Regions from separate parts of the Mus musculus genome. Here regions 1 and 3 are each linked to region 2. Evidence: chromatin contacts called from public Hi-C data. All regions are on one chromosome and are shown on one strand. The core of a region is the stretch at or near the end of the contact, and the rest is flanking DNA. Distances in the headings are between cores, read along the strand shown. Region 1 overlaps Gm46645 (a long non-coding RNA gene). Region 2 has its middle 120 kb from the start of Gm24319. Region 3 has its middle 120 kb from the start of Gm46645.

Region 1 (4,829 bases), core at 1,108-3,607, 470 kb before region 2:
GCTCTCAGCCAACAACTGGACTGAGGACAAGGTCCCCAGTGGAGGAGCTAGAGAAAGGACTGAAGGAGCTGAAGGAGCTTGTAGCCTCATAGGAGGAACAATAATATGAACCAACCAATACTTCCAGAGATTCCAGGGACTAAATCACCAAAGAGTTGCATATGTAGTAGAGGATGGCCTTGCAGGACATCAATGGGAGGAGAGGCCCTTTGCTCAATGCCCTAGTGTAGTGGAATCCCAAGACAGGGAATTGGGATTTGGTGGGTTGGTGAGCAGAGAGATAGGGTGTGGGAGAGGAGGTTTTCAGAGGGGAAACCAGGAAAGGGGATGTCATTTGAAATGTAAATAAAGAATATATCTAATAAAAAAAGAAAATGTAGTCAATGTTAACTTTATCTAACTATATCTAATATTGCATGATTTCCTAGTTAGCTACTGCAAGGAAATAGCTAATGCAGGGTTAAGTTGACAAAGAAAAGGACATAGTTTGGGAAGCTTGCTAATGTCGTCCTGGAGTCAGTCCAGTGCTGGTGAAGGCCTTCTGGTGGCATCCCAAGGCAACATGGCAAGAAATGGGAACAGGCACTGTGTCTGTGTCCATGCCTGGTTTCTATCCCTGTTACAGAGTCACCAGAATTGAATCACAGCTCTCCATGCCAATGGCCTTATCTAAACCTAATTATTTTCCGAGGACTGCAACTCTAAACACTGGTTGGATTCAGTTTTCAGATTTTTGATATCATTAACATAATAATTTGGAAATGAGTTTGGGTTGCTAATGAGCAATGGAAGCCTTATAGGATTACTAAAAGTCTAAATTATGTTAATTAGTCAAGGAAAAACTCAGCACTTATTAAGTATTTGCTTATACTTATTCTGATTATCACTACTGTAACTCCTAAGACATTCATTCACAGGACCTGCTGGTCCCCATCCCTACTCAACTAGGCTGCTGGCTACCAACAGTAACAACAGCATGATATCTGCAGAATCGGCATGCAAAGGGGTGCACTAAAACAAAATAAACAGATTTACACACCATCAGAAACATCTCCACTCCTTTACTGTGTTCATTCAAGTCTGTGTGGGCACATATATAATGACAAGTACCAGAACTGTGGGAGGTTCTAGACCTGTAAGAGGACTGTTTGATTCTTTGTAAATAGACATGGGACTGGGTTGGGGATAGGGATTTTGATGTGCCTCGTAATCCTCTCAACTGCTGATGCATAAATGCATAAACTCACACCGAGTCATAATACATTTGAGAGGCTCTGGTAATTGTCTAAGAAGGGAAATAAATAGGCTTGGGAATAAATCTGGTTTTTAAATAATTTAGTTACATAAGCTTTTAATGGATTATATTTTTATAAGGACTAATACTTGTAAAATTTTTGCTTTTAGCAAATTATGCATCATTTGAACACACAGGCTGATGCTTAATAAGAATTAGAATTATATTTTGCTTGTTATATAAGTAAGTATCTTGTTACATGCCTGTTTAATGCTTGCAAAGCATTCCAAACAATCTCTTTAGAATAAGAGTCTAATTACACATTTATCATTAAAATTACAGTGAGCTAATTGCCTTGGAGATATCTTTATCTCTCTTGCAGCTTGCTTAATCCTAATGCATGTTTTCAATAATCATTTGTTATTTAATTAACTAATTAACAAACAATACCTGTCCTATGGAAAATCCTAAATTAAACACTTGAGATGCTTTAATTGAATGCTCAATAACCCAATACAGCCCTTAATATTAGACCTTTAAATATTGCAAAGATTCTATTGAATCACACATTACTTTGCTCCTGTTATCTTTGGGGCTTAATTGGTAGGGGAGGAAAGGGCACTTGATAATACACAAGGGATATCCAGCACAGCAAGGTTCTGATGAAACAGAAAATACCCATTAATAGCTGTTGAGGGAAAGCAGGCCAGCCATACAGCCAGCAACAGAAGCAGGCCATTCATTTAGAGTATCAATGTCTTTGTTCCCTAGAATTAAGAAGCATAGTTTGGATGATAATCAGAAACAGGGCCCCAAATTAGCAGTCTGTGACAAAAAGCAGACATCTATGATGTCCTGGTCCCCACCCCACACTGTACTCAGTATGGCTCTGAGCATATCTGGTGCATGGTATTTCCTCCTGTGGCATACAACCATTTGATGACAGACTCAGATATTCCTTTGTATCGTGATGTCTCATGTTTACTTTTCTTGAGTTCATCCCTTCCAGTTTAGCATGGGAAGTGCTGCTGAGGATACCCAACAGTACAGTTCTAATTACTAGCATCCTCCTGATGCCCCCTACACTTCCTGATCATTTCCTCTCACCTCCTTGATGTTTGCAGCTTTCAGTATCATCTTTCCTTCCTACCAACATCCTCGCATCGCTGGCCTTCTGTACCTGTGCCTCTCAATCTACAAATGTTATGGTTTTACCTGGTTACAGTCATCTACTTTGATCATTATTTGTCACTTTTTCTCAATGTCCCATGAACTCTTCAAGGGTACATCCTTCAAAGAATTATCTTCTGTTGAAATCTGTACTGAAACCTAAAGCCATCCTTTTCTCTGTCACCCCTATCTCCTCTATTTTACAAATATACAATAATTATAATTACATGCCCATCTTCTACCTTAAACTATAGAAATCAGAATTAAATACTTCGAAGAACAGACTGAAGTTTAGTAAATACAGTTTCAAATTCCTGCTTTACCATACACAAGCATTTGAACTTATACTTAAATATTTAATTTCTTCTTTCGTCAATTTCCACATCAGTAAAATGGGAAGAGTAATTGCATTTCATTCATAAGTTTATTCTGAGACTTGTGTTATATACCATATATACAGTACAAATAAACAGTGTCTCAGTCTCACATATGGAAAATTCCAAAGTCATTGCAAGTTTATTTTAATATCATTACATATCTTTATTATTGCATATGTTTTTGTGTCTAATACAGTTTATGACTGATGTGAAAATTTCTTCCGTAAGGGAAACATGAACATATCTACCACTTCCTCCTAAGTTCCTAACAATACCCTGATGTACACGCCCACCAAAATACACTCTAGGAAACCAAGGAGTTCATCAGGCTCCCTTCAGTGTAACGGGTGAGTGGTTATGGGCAGGAGTGTGGGCAACTTTAGATCAGCCACACAGGAAGGTCTTCACTCAGCATGGATTATGATTCTTCTGTTGAAACTTAAATGGAACCCCTCCCCCTAGTTGATCTCACACCCACCCTCTAACTCTTCTCTGAAAGCCTCTGAAAGTCAGAATTTCATACAACTGGATGGGAGGAGTGTTTGACTACTTGGGTTGAGGGTTTTAAGACCTTCCCACCCACTCTCCCGAGAAGGAAGACCAACAGTCAGCAAGCCCAGCTATGGTGATACTCTGCAATGATTATGCCTATTCTGATAAAGGTGGTGGCAGTTTTGCCTAGTGCATTGTTCCATACGTTAATGGCACAGTGTGTATGTGTGGGTTTAGTTAATGTTGCTATAAATTTATTTTCTGAATTATTATAGAAATCAATCACTGAAGTTATGTATTAAAACAGGAGATAAAACTTCGGCAGGAGTACAGAACTTTTTTACATATTTAAAATTACACCCTGTAGAGGAATGGAATCAGAGCACATGATGGGAGGTACATGATTAGAGAGCAAAGCAATATGATAGAAAGGTCAATTTAACATTGTAATTTTCTAATGATCATATGTAAAATTTAATGAGTTTCCTTTTATTTTATGCATTTAGGAGATAATAATAACGTTCGTAAGGGTGCTATAGTGTTTTAGGGCAGGATTATATGACAACAGATAAAGTGTCTATGAATTTTTGGCTCTGTTAAAAGTTTCATTTATGTGGTTGGTCAATATTCTGTGACGTATAGCATGCATTCATTTACCATCATATTGTTAAATGCCTAGTCTTTTAAGTTATCTCCATGGTGTCAGTGAATGACACTTGAATTATTCGCATTATTTGTGGACCAGGAGTCCTTGAGAGAAGTCTAAGCTGTGTGGCTTCGTCAGGCAAGTACAAGAAATGGCACACATGACTTTAGGCCTGTCTTCTTTGCAAACCATTCTCAGTGTTTTCACGTTTAGATGCTGATGCATGCAATCTTGAGTTCTTTCCCCAGGAATGAAGACACAGATTCTCTTAAGTTTGGGACAATAACTTCATAAACTGTGCCATGTTTTCAATGAGTCACTTGGAAATATTAGTTAGGAAATAATGCACAGGCTATGAAAATCACCGGCCCACTTCAACAGCCTCAGAGCAGATAGAGTTGGAGGAAGACGATCCATGAAGGGCTCCCTCTGGGATGTACCATGTCCTAACCCGAGCCATTCTCCTCTAAAAGCCATCGCTCTTCAAAAGGAACAAACCGCCATCTCCTTCCTTCCCAGTGGCTCAAATACACATGTCTAAAAGCAAGAGCTGCACGGACTGCCGGAACTTGTTCAAACTACTGTTAGGCTGCAGAGGTTTCCTGCCATTCATTGTTCATAATCTACCTGTCAGGGACTGTGAAAGACATTACACTTCCAACCAAAGGATTTTCTTTTGCTTGTGTTTAGAATGATTTCTCCTGGTTTCAATAATGTTTTTGTTAAACCACACAAGGTGAGAAATAATAATAGGATATTGCTTAATTGAATATGTCACTGTGGCAGGAGGCACAAAGCTCCATTCTCACACACGCTTGCTGGCCACCCTGATGGATTGATTGCCTTCATTATGTTTGTAGTCTGCATTTCTTTTGCCCGCTCCACCCTCTTCCCAACCCAGCTCCACGGT
Region 2 (4,972 bases), core at 1,301-3,800:
ATCCTTTCTGTTCTTTCTGCATCATCTTACCACCCCGTCATGTTTCCAGGACTAAGGATGCAGCACATTCCTGAAGGGAGAAGGTCTCTCGGGCTGCCTACTGGAGGTCCTGTGACAGATGTTTCTATCCCATGGGTCTTTGAACCCATTTTGTCGGGAAGGGCTGCTTCTTAACTGGCTTTCAGACCTCAAATTTTAACTTTGTAAAAGCCACGATGACTCCAACGTCATACAAACAAGCAAGGGAGAGGCAGGAAATTCAAGTCTCAAATTCATTCACAAGCATAGCTCCCCCTCGTTTCCATTCACTGTCCTGAGGAAGAACTAAGGCTCACAGAAAGGAAGGAAGGAAGGAAGGAAGGAAGGAAGGAAGGAAGGGAGGGAGGGAGGGAGGGAGGGAGGGAGGGAGGGAGGGAGGGAGGAAGGAAGGAAGGAAGGAAGGAAGGAAGGAAGGAAGGAAGGAAGGGAGGAAGGAAGGAGGGAAGGAGGGAAGGAAGGAAGGAAGGAAGGAAGGAAGGAAGGAAGGAAGGAAGGAAGGAAGGAAGGAAGGGAGGAAGGAAGGAAGGAAGGAGGGAAGGAGGGAAGGAAGGAAGGAAGGAAGGAAGGAAGGAAGGAAGGAAGGAAGGGAGGAAGGGAGGAAGGGAGGAAGGGAGGAGGGAAGGAGGGAAGGAGGGAAGGAGGGAAGGAAGGAAGGAAGGAAGGAAAGGAGGGAGGAAGGAAGGAAGGAAGGAAGGAAGGAAGGAAGGAAGGGAGGGAGGAAGGAAGGAGGGAAGGAGGGAAGGAGGGAAGGAAGGAAGGAAGGAAGGAGGGAAGGAAGGAAGGAAGGAAGGAAGGAAGGAAGGAAGGAAGGAAGGGAGGGAGGAAGGAAGGAAGGAGGGAAGGAGGGAAGGAAGGAAGGAAGGAAGGAAGGAAGGAAGGAAGGAAGGAGGGAAGGAAGGAAGGAAGGAAGGAGCAATAATAGAAGGGTTCTGTTGGCATCAGCTATTTGCACTGTCTGACATCCATTCAACACTCTCTTGACTAAACAGCTGTGCCCAGTGGGCACAACCCAGGGTTGACATTTTATTGGCTTATTTCAAGAGGCAGAAAGCTGTGATTCTATATAGCCATTGTCACCTTCTCTTCTCTGAGCACAGGGCCAGCTTCAATAGCAGCTCACCCACCTGGTCAAGTGAGACATGGTTGTCCTTCATGGCATTGGCTGCCACACAGTAGGAGAAATAGCCACTAACAGTCATAGCACAGGTCCTCCCTCTTCAGTAGCTCAACTGATTTTTCTTGAGTTTATTTAAGCATATTTTTTTCTAAAGCTATTGTAAAAGTCCTAGTCTGATTCTAGTTTGACCAATTTAGGTCAAATACTTCTTTAGGAAGAAATAGCATCATGGGGCAGAATATACAGTGTTTCGTTACACTTAAATTCCAGATAGACAACAGGTTTGTGTGTGTGTGTATGTGTGTGTGTGTGTGTTCCATATAATATCTCAGATACACTTTAATAAAAGAACATAATCGTTTATCTAAAATTCAAAGTTAACTGGGTCTCCTTTCGGTTTTATGGCTGTTGCTTTGCTAATTTGAGCAAGACCCTCCATCAGGAGCCCAAAATAGGTGGAAATATAAAGATTTTTATTACATCTGGATAACATGTCCACCACCCCAGCACAGAAGACCAAAGTCCACCTCACTAAAGACACATGTCCCCTGAGGAAAACCAGGTACAAGTCTAGAAGACGAAGGACAGACATTGATCAGCCAAACACAGCAGATCTGTCCAAAATCGAAGTGGGTGTGGCTATGGAAAAGGAGCGTGTGGTTTCAAAGGTTTTCAGGGGCGGGGCTGGGGGGGGAGGGGTGATGTGGGCCAGCTGAGGGGGGGGGGAAGAAAATTGTGCAGGCTCCTTCTCAATCTCCTAAGGTTGTGTTTTTAGCCGTACACATTTGCCAGATTGCTTGAAAAAAGGCAACAGCTGTGGGAACTGACAGTTTACAGTTGGGATAAATCGCATTAGTGAAGTATTTCAATTAGAGTGATATCGAACTAAAAAACCAAAGTCATCCCTGAACAAATAAATTAGCACTTCAGTTCGTGAAGTGGAAGATTTCAACAGCGCCTACCTGCCCATTGTTGTGCTGATAGTTCCTGATACTGCCCTTGTAGGGATGGCGCATATGTCCTGCTAGAGAAGGACAATTAGTCAGGATCAGTCTATAACTAGGTATTTGTTTCATTCCTGACCAACAGCCAAATTTGGTCTCAGATCAGCCTGAAATGTCCCTAATGGTGCATCAGAGAGCCTTCCTGCGGGGTCCTGGTACAGCCCACCAGCAGGTCAGCCAGACGACACAGGGCTGGACTCTCTTTCCCAAGCTAATTCATCTACACCGGTAGCACTTTAAAAATCAACTCAGAGACCGGTCTTGCAGCAGATGCTTTTTCCGCCTGCAGAAGATGAATGTGAAGAACCACAGCTCCCTTGTTCTCTCAGGGTCGGGGCCAGCTCAGCCCACAGACTGCAGGCAGCCAGGGGCTCTACAAAAGCCTTCTGTTCGCCTGGCCTCCTTTTCCTTCCCACCCATTCTCCTCCTCCAACATCACACCCGGTTCTCCCAACTCCCCACCCCAGCCTGAGTCGCAGCAGAAATTTTTCCTCTGCTAGCTAGTGATTCCGGCTAATTAGGTGGCTGCTTTCATTTACTTCAGCAGTTGGAAGAGGGGCTAAAATAGCATTGCCCCTATTCGTGTTGGAAAAATAAATCATGCCCATTGTTACTCAAGATCTTCCTCTCCCCCTCCTTCTCCCGCTCCTTCTCCCCCCCTCCCCCCCCCCCCCGCCCCCCAATCAAGCAAATTAGCAGCTTGGTTCGTTTTCCTGGCATTCACTCCAGGGCAGCCAGCAGCACCCCGGAATGTGGCTTGAAGGTGTGTGGTCAGTACAATTGTTTGGAGCTGTTTGTGCCAACAATGGGAGGAAATGCCTGTCTTCCAGAGGACACCGAGTGGCACTTGTCTTCCTTAGCTTAAGGAGGTCTTACCAGCTGCTGCCAAGCCTGGCTTCTCAGGAAGAGATACACCGCCATCTATTGGTCACGGAGGTTAACGGCAATGCCTTTCTCTCCCATATTTGCTCGAGGCCACTAAAGGACAGACAACAAAGCTTCTAGTAAGTTCTAAAAATAAGCTGATTCTTTGTACCTCGGAGTAAGACGGCGTTTTCCTCTAAGGTTGCAACTCTAAGTGCAGTGCAGCGCGTGACTAATACTTCCGCTGTGGGGCGCTTTCCGTGATGCTGGTTTCCAGGTCTCAGGATGGTTGGCTGGCATTGTCTGAAAGAGCTTGAGGCTCACCACTTCTCCATCCGACCTCAACTATCTTGGGTATCAGCACTTCTGGGTAATGGTTCTTACGCTGTAAACCTTCATATCATCCTTCTCCCACCCAAAACAAGCCCAGTTTCTAAGACTGCAAGATGGGGAGGGGCATTCAAAAGCTTCCTGCATTCAGAGACACTTGTCTGTGCACTGAGGATCAAATGCCAAGTCTTTTTGCATCCTGGATCCTGAAACAAGCAACTCCCCTATTCCTGACAACAAATGCTTCGGCTGCCTTTTATTTCATTCTGTTCTACATACATGAAGGACATGATTGCCTCCCTGGTTTCCAGTTTTAAAAAAATCCTGATTTGATTAGCGTTTGTGTAGAGATGGACGATCATATACAACCAGTCCATCGCAATATGTTGGGTTTGGTTTGTGACTCTCAATCAGGGTGACTGGCATGACATCCAAGAGTCTTTGTTATCATATTGGAACATTTTGGATTGACACAACTTGACAAGGTGTTGAGCGTTCTACAGCATTCAGGAGAGACCCACCACTAACACACACAGCAGAGAGTTATCCAGCCCAAACTGTCAATAGCACAGATGCACTAGGAGTCTGGTTTAGAAAAGGGGGAGGGGGAGGGAGGGGGAGGGAGAGGGAGAGGGAGAGGGAGAGGGAGAGGGAGAGGGAGAGGGAGAGAGAGAGAGAGAGAGAGAGAGAGAGAGAGAGAGAGAGAGAGAGATCGCCCTCTGGTAATGGGGTTATGATAACATTGATTGTTCTCAAATGAGCCACACCGCAGAGACAGAGGATAATTCTCCTTCTCCCAAGTCAGTATTTACTGCCTTTTTTTCTTCTTTAGCTCTTCCATTTTAAACATAATTTAGCTGTCTTTTTCCCCCCTTCTGCTGCTGGGAAGAGAAAGGGTTGGAGGGGGAGGGGAAGGCAAAAAGAAAAGGAGGATTAGAGGCTTGACCTGTTTCTCGGGAAGAGATGCCACATCCCTCTCTCAGATGTGCTTCGTGACCAGGCAGGGTACAATTAAAAGCACAATAATTTGCTTGTTATTCAAGTCAGGCATTAGTCCGGGTAATGGCGTGCTTGGTGGAGAGATGGATTTCCTTGTTAGGCAATAAGCGCAGGATTAACTGAATTCTCCATGGAGAAATCTTGATTTGTTCAAGGTCTTTCATGTTTTCTACAGAGAAGGGATTATGTCTTCTTAAAGAGGGGCCTTGCTTAAAAAGCTACAAAGTATAAGAAAAGGATTTAGGGCAGAGGGGCCTGTGGTTAAGTAGCTGAGGGGTACAGGGAATTTTAGAGCAAGGGATTATTTAAAGCCATAAAGTTCAAAAAATAATTGGTTTAGCACTACTGGGTCAGTGCTGGCAAGCTCACAGTAAGGCAGCTAAGCATGGGCTAATATTCATTTTACTTTGGCTAATTATTGCATGGATCCAGGAGAGGAGGAGCAAGAACGCGCTCCCTCCCTGGCAATCAGGAAGTGCAGTATATTTGGTGTGTGCCTTTCGGGCTTGTGTTTTATGATGGGATGTCCAGAATGTAAGAATCACAAGAAGTGTTACTTAAAACACAGGCACTCTTGTCTTAGAATAAGCCTGCTACCCCAGAAGCAGAGAATAAAGAC
Region 3 (4,784 bases), core at 2,284-4,783, 340 kb before region 2:
AGCTCTTTCAAATGACTAACTCAGTAGTATTATATGGCATATTACTCTCTAGCCCACGCTAACTCAGTATTCATTAATTGAGATGCATCAAAGCACAGTATTCTTTCTTGTGGTATCTTCTCCTTCTGAAGATTTAGTTCTAAATTCAAGAGGAGGAAAAGGAAAAAATGAAAGCAGACGTAACCCAGTCAGAAACTTGGATTTATGGAGTTCAACCTTGAAAATATTAAAAAAAAAATCAAGCATGTGAATTAAAGCTCCCATCAGACAGGTATAATTTATACAGCAAGCACTTGGCAGGTAATTTGACCATGCTCTGATACAGGCACCAGGGGGATTGTCTTCACAGAAAACCAGACCCCTTTGTGACAGGCCAGGAGGCAAGAAAGAAACACATTTGCTTTGCAACTAGAATAGCATGTTTCCTATTTAGTAGATTTTGGTGATGGTGATGGTGATGATCATGAAGATGAAGATACAAAACTAAGTCTAAGATACAGTAGTTCCTAACCAGAGTGTGAAAACAGTCTTTTAGAAAGCAAAGCCAAAGAGTCAGAGGCCCAAAACAGTGGTCTCGCGTGGCATGCCAAAACACCAAGTAAAAGAGATAGAAAACACAGTCCAGCGAAAGGTTTCTGGTAGTTCTTTGAGTTTTTAATTCATCTATTTATATATTTCCCAGTAATCCACTCTATTTTCAGAGATATAGAAAACATGCTATATGCATGAAAATATTTACTTGTAATTTAGCATTTCATCGCAAGCAATACAGATTGTGTTTCTATCTCTGAAGTCTTAGACTGTATTTCAGAGCCAGCCTTTATCCAACCACAAACCTAAATACCAAAAATCTACTTCACACCTGAGTATTGGAAAAAAAGGTACAAAGCCTTCTTGAAATATTTGATTTACTTATAATAGACCATAGAACACAGCTCCCTTGCCTACTCTGTTCCCTATATAAAAATGGTGGGTCAACTCCTGAAATTAAAAGTTGTGGTAGACCCTAATAGCATCAGTTGACGTTAGGCAGGCAACCATTATTCTATGCATTCCCTAAGCCTAATGAGTACTGATTGTATGGTTAGCTGCTTGGACACCGAGTTCTTTGAGCCTGATTATAAGCCTGGGCTCTACCAGAATGGACCTGGCTCTGATTCCATCAGTTGTAATCTTGCTGTTGTTTCTTTGGAGTTTTGTGCCATATTACCCTCTACCTTTGGGATTTTGGTTCTCTGTCCCTCTACTTGATTCTAGCAGGACTTGGAAGCTGGAAGTTATGAAGACTTGGTAGGCAGATGGGGCCACAGCAGCCAGGGAGGTAATAAGGGATTTCGGCTCTGCTTCGGCATTGACTCATTCTATGCAGTGGGCAGTTTGCATAGCTGGAGGGTAAAGGTTTGACAGCAAAGTCCACAGACCAGACTGCATAACCTGGCTTTCCTGGGACTCTACCTACTTTAATGTATTTGGACAAGATAGCATGTTCTTTGTAATCTTAAATAGAAGATTGATTTGTTCTCTTTATAATGTGTCAGATCTCATGAAAAAAGCACATGTGCATGTGCCTGTGCATGTGTGTGTGTGTGTGTGTGTGTGAGAGAGAGAGAGAGAGAGACAGACAGACAGACAGACAGACAGACAGAGAGACAGAGAGAAAGAGAGAAAGAGAGAAACAGAGACAGGGACAGAGAGACAGGGAGAGAAAGCAAGTGAGCGGGCTTTGGCTCTCCAGCATCCTGCATCCTAACCACTCACCATGCTTCACACCCACTTCACTCACTCCGTGCCTTTAGGTTACCTGCCTGGAAGGTGGATTAAAGCATTTGCTTTTACAACCCAAAGTCTGGAAGAGGCAAGGGTAGATTAACAAGTGATCCTCAGGCAACAAAGAACACAGCAAAGCCACAGACATCAGTCAAATGGTGAAGGTTTGAATTCGTAGGCATATTTACAAACGGATCACAGTCTCCCATTAGTTAGGCAGTCTCCCTTCACCGGTGGATATAGAATAGATAAATAAATAGCAAGAATACATGTGATACATATTTAGATTGCACATTAGACTTTAAAATCTATGCCTAACTGAATGCATTAGCTTGTGTTTTCTGTTTATGTCTCCACAATGCCATGGAAACACAGCCCAGCATCCTAATAGCCCTCTCTCAGCAATAAATAAACAAAGTCTTTGTCTCTTCATGTTTCAATTTCTCCTTTTTTATGTGTGATTTACAGTTTCAAAAAAAAAAAGCCAACTGATGGGTGACATTTTACTGTTGTTTTCCTCTCTGCCCCTTCCAGTTTCCTTGTCTTGCATAGTATGTCTGTCCAAGCCCACAAAATGCACCTCTGGCAGTCACTGAAGTCACACTAGCACCGGCAGCCATCAGGGAAGGAGTCTCCCAGCTGGACTCATCTTTCCCCTTCATAAGAAGCCATAATAATTAATTCTGTAATGAAGTTCCTTAAGCTCTTCATCCTAGCCCAGAGAGCACTTACTATAGTTGTTTAAGGTTGAAAGTGGATATAAAACAGACATAAAATCTGGTGGGTTTGCTCCCTTCTATCAGTCTGACAACAACAGCCATTCCATTTCTGTGGCGACAGCAACAGCAGTTGCAACCATTAAATGGTCCTGAGATGGCAGCAGCCTCCCTGGCTCCAAAGCCTGCAGAGCAGACGAGCCGCTGGCTGCCACTGGTGCCCTAACATGCATGGACAAGATGAAACACGAAGCTCAAAGTGCCTGGAGCACTGTCTCCCGGGGCAGCTCTCTGTTTTCTGGCACCTGCTGACCTCTGCCATCAAGTAACTCAAGACTCTAGTAGGCAGATTCCTATCTGCAGAAAGGTAAGCAAATCGGATTAGGTGGCTCAAATCTGCAATGTCCCTCCTAAACTCGACTGTTGGGACCGCATTCCCTAGAGGACGACCAGGCTGCTGCCACATCAGGTACTTCCCCCACAGTCCTCCAGCATAAATTCCTATAGAGACCTTTACTCACTGACTGCATCCTGGCTAGCACCACTGGACCACAGGCTTGATTGTCCAGCTGGCAGGATTCACTGCTTTGGAATGCTCCAGCAACATCCCAGCCACAGACATCCTGTGGTAAACCTCAGGGCCAGGAACTAGCAAGCAATGTCTGTTGTCATTAGCACTGAAAAGCAGTCTGTTGACCAGATTTCAAAGCATTCACAAAGTTGATCCATCATAGCTTCTGCTCAAAGACAGACATTATTTATGCAGAAGTTTCATATGCTGGACCTTAAGCCAGACAGCAATGTTTCCAGAGCAATGTCCTTCCTGGGTAATAATCAAATGTTATGGCCCTTGCTTTTCAAAACTGGTATATAATAACCTGTCCATCTGAATTACATTTCCATATCTTTTATGAAACAATAAAAAGAAACATGACATTGTTAGATACTTACCTCATGCATTGGAGACGGTTATTATTAGCCCTGTGTCTCAGACAAAGCAAAGTTTAAAGAGGCACATTATGCACGTCCAAGGTCAGAGCAACATCAAGCATTCAAACTGGGATGAAAACCAAGCCCTCTGATTGCAGAGTCCATGTGTCTCCCGCCTACATTGTGTGAGCACACACTGTGAACGGCACATAGCACAAGGGGGTTCTTTCAAATGAAGTTAACTTTTGATCTTGTGGGCTAGTTTAACTCCCAAATGAAAAATGCTCTGGTGACATTTTTCTCCCCTGCCATCTGCTTTAGCCTGAAGAAGCAAAGGCGAGGCACCCACTTCCATCCATCAGTATACCTTGCCTTTGGGGAAAAGTTGCATTGTGACTCTTGGTTTTCATTCATAGCATCTCTGCTCAATTTACCTCTCTCCCTTTGAGGTTTATGGTTTTGTTTTGTTTTGTTATTCTTTGTCTCCTGTTAACCTTACAGGTCACTCAAAATCTCTTACAGTTGCAAAATATATAATAAGTACAGTTGTCTAATATATACTCTTTCAGATTGGACTCTGAAAAAAATCCAAATTCCACATGATCATGACTAATGTAATAGAGTTCTTAGGGGAAAGATAAATGATGAAGTTGAATTCAGAACAAAAATTGGGCCCATGGATAAAAGTGCCTGCTGTCAACTCTGATGGCCTGAGGTTAATCCCTGGGACACTAGTGGTAGAAGGAGAGAGCTGACACCCACCAGCTGTCCTTTAATATCCACACACAGCGGTGCACACACACACACATACACACACACACACACACACACACACACACACACACACACACACATACACACACACACACGTTAAGATGTTATTTATAAAACCTTTATGATTCACTGCAACACATGTCCTATATGAAATAATAGTGAAATTAATAAAGATTCCACCACAGTTTAAATGCAAAGTTTAATAGAGATTCTAAATGAGAAAAGTCGGTCACTTTTGTATTAAAGGAAATTTGTCTGTGTTTAGTGGTTTGTTTTCTTGTGTTACACCTTTGTTTTTCTTTTCTTTTCTTTTTCTTTTCTTTCTTTTTTTTTTTTAATACATGGCCTTTATTTCTTCTAGACCAAAGATTTTGGGTATGATCATATAAAGATGAAGAATCAAGTTTTGCAACCTAATAATATTTACTTCTTAAAACTATATTAATACTTTAGTACACTATACAAAAAAGATAAGGAGACAAACATGTACATTTATAGAACTGCGTATCAGTCAGGCCAGATTCTGCAGAGGGAATTCCCAGCATGACCTCATTCATCTGTGAGGACACAGAGCAATCCTTGTTTGGACAGACACCA

The links. A called contact is a pair of places that touch in the nucleus more often than the background predicts.
Region 1: a Hi-C map of the N1E-115 cell line shows a contact between it and region 2, with 10 times the contacts expected there. A contact is called at or near these places in 1 of 484 Hi-C or Micro-C datasets (the N1E-115 cell line), 1 of 130 datasets of targeted methods (astrocytes) and 1 of 9 other capture datasets (embryonic tail).
Region 3: a Hi-C map of Sertoli cells shows a contact between it and region 2, with 2.6 times the contacts expected there. A contact is called at or near these places in 4 of 484 Hi-C or Micro-C datasets (the N1E-115 cell line, Sertoli cells, embryonic stem cells and 1 more) and 2 of 9 other capture datasets (embryonic stem cells and embryonic trunk).

Annotation. Positions count from the first base shown.
Region 1 is chr19:15,324,209-15,329,037 of GRCm38.p6, forward strand. All of the region lies in intron 3 of Gm46645 (a long non-coding RNA gene), which reads right to left. Among named protein-coding and RNA genes, the nearest start is that of Gm46645, 14 kb to the right of the region's middle.
Region 2 is chr19:15,798,966-15,803,937 of GRCm38.p6, forward strand. No RefSeq gene overlaps it. Among named protein-coding and RNA genes, the nearest start is that of Gm24319, 120 kb to the left of the region's middle.
Region 3 is chr19:15,454,443-15,459,226 of GRCm38.p6, forward strand. It overlaps the pseudogene Selenok-ps3. Among named protein-coding and RNA genes, the nearest start is that of Gm46645, 120 kb to the left of the region's middle.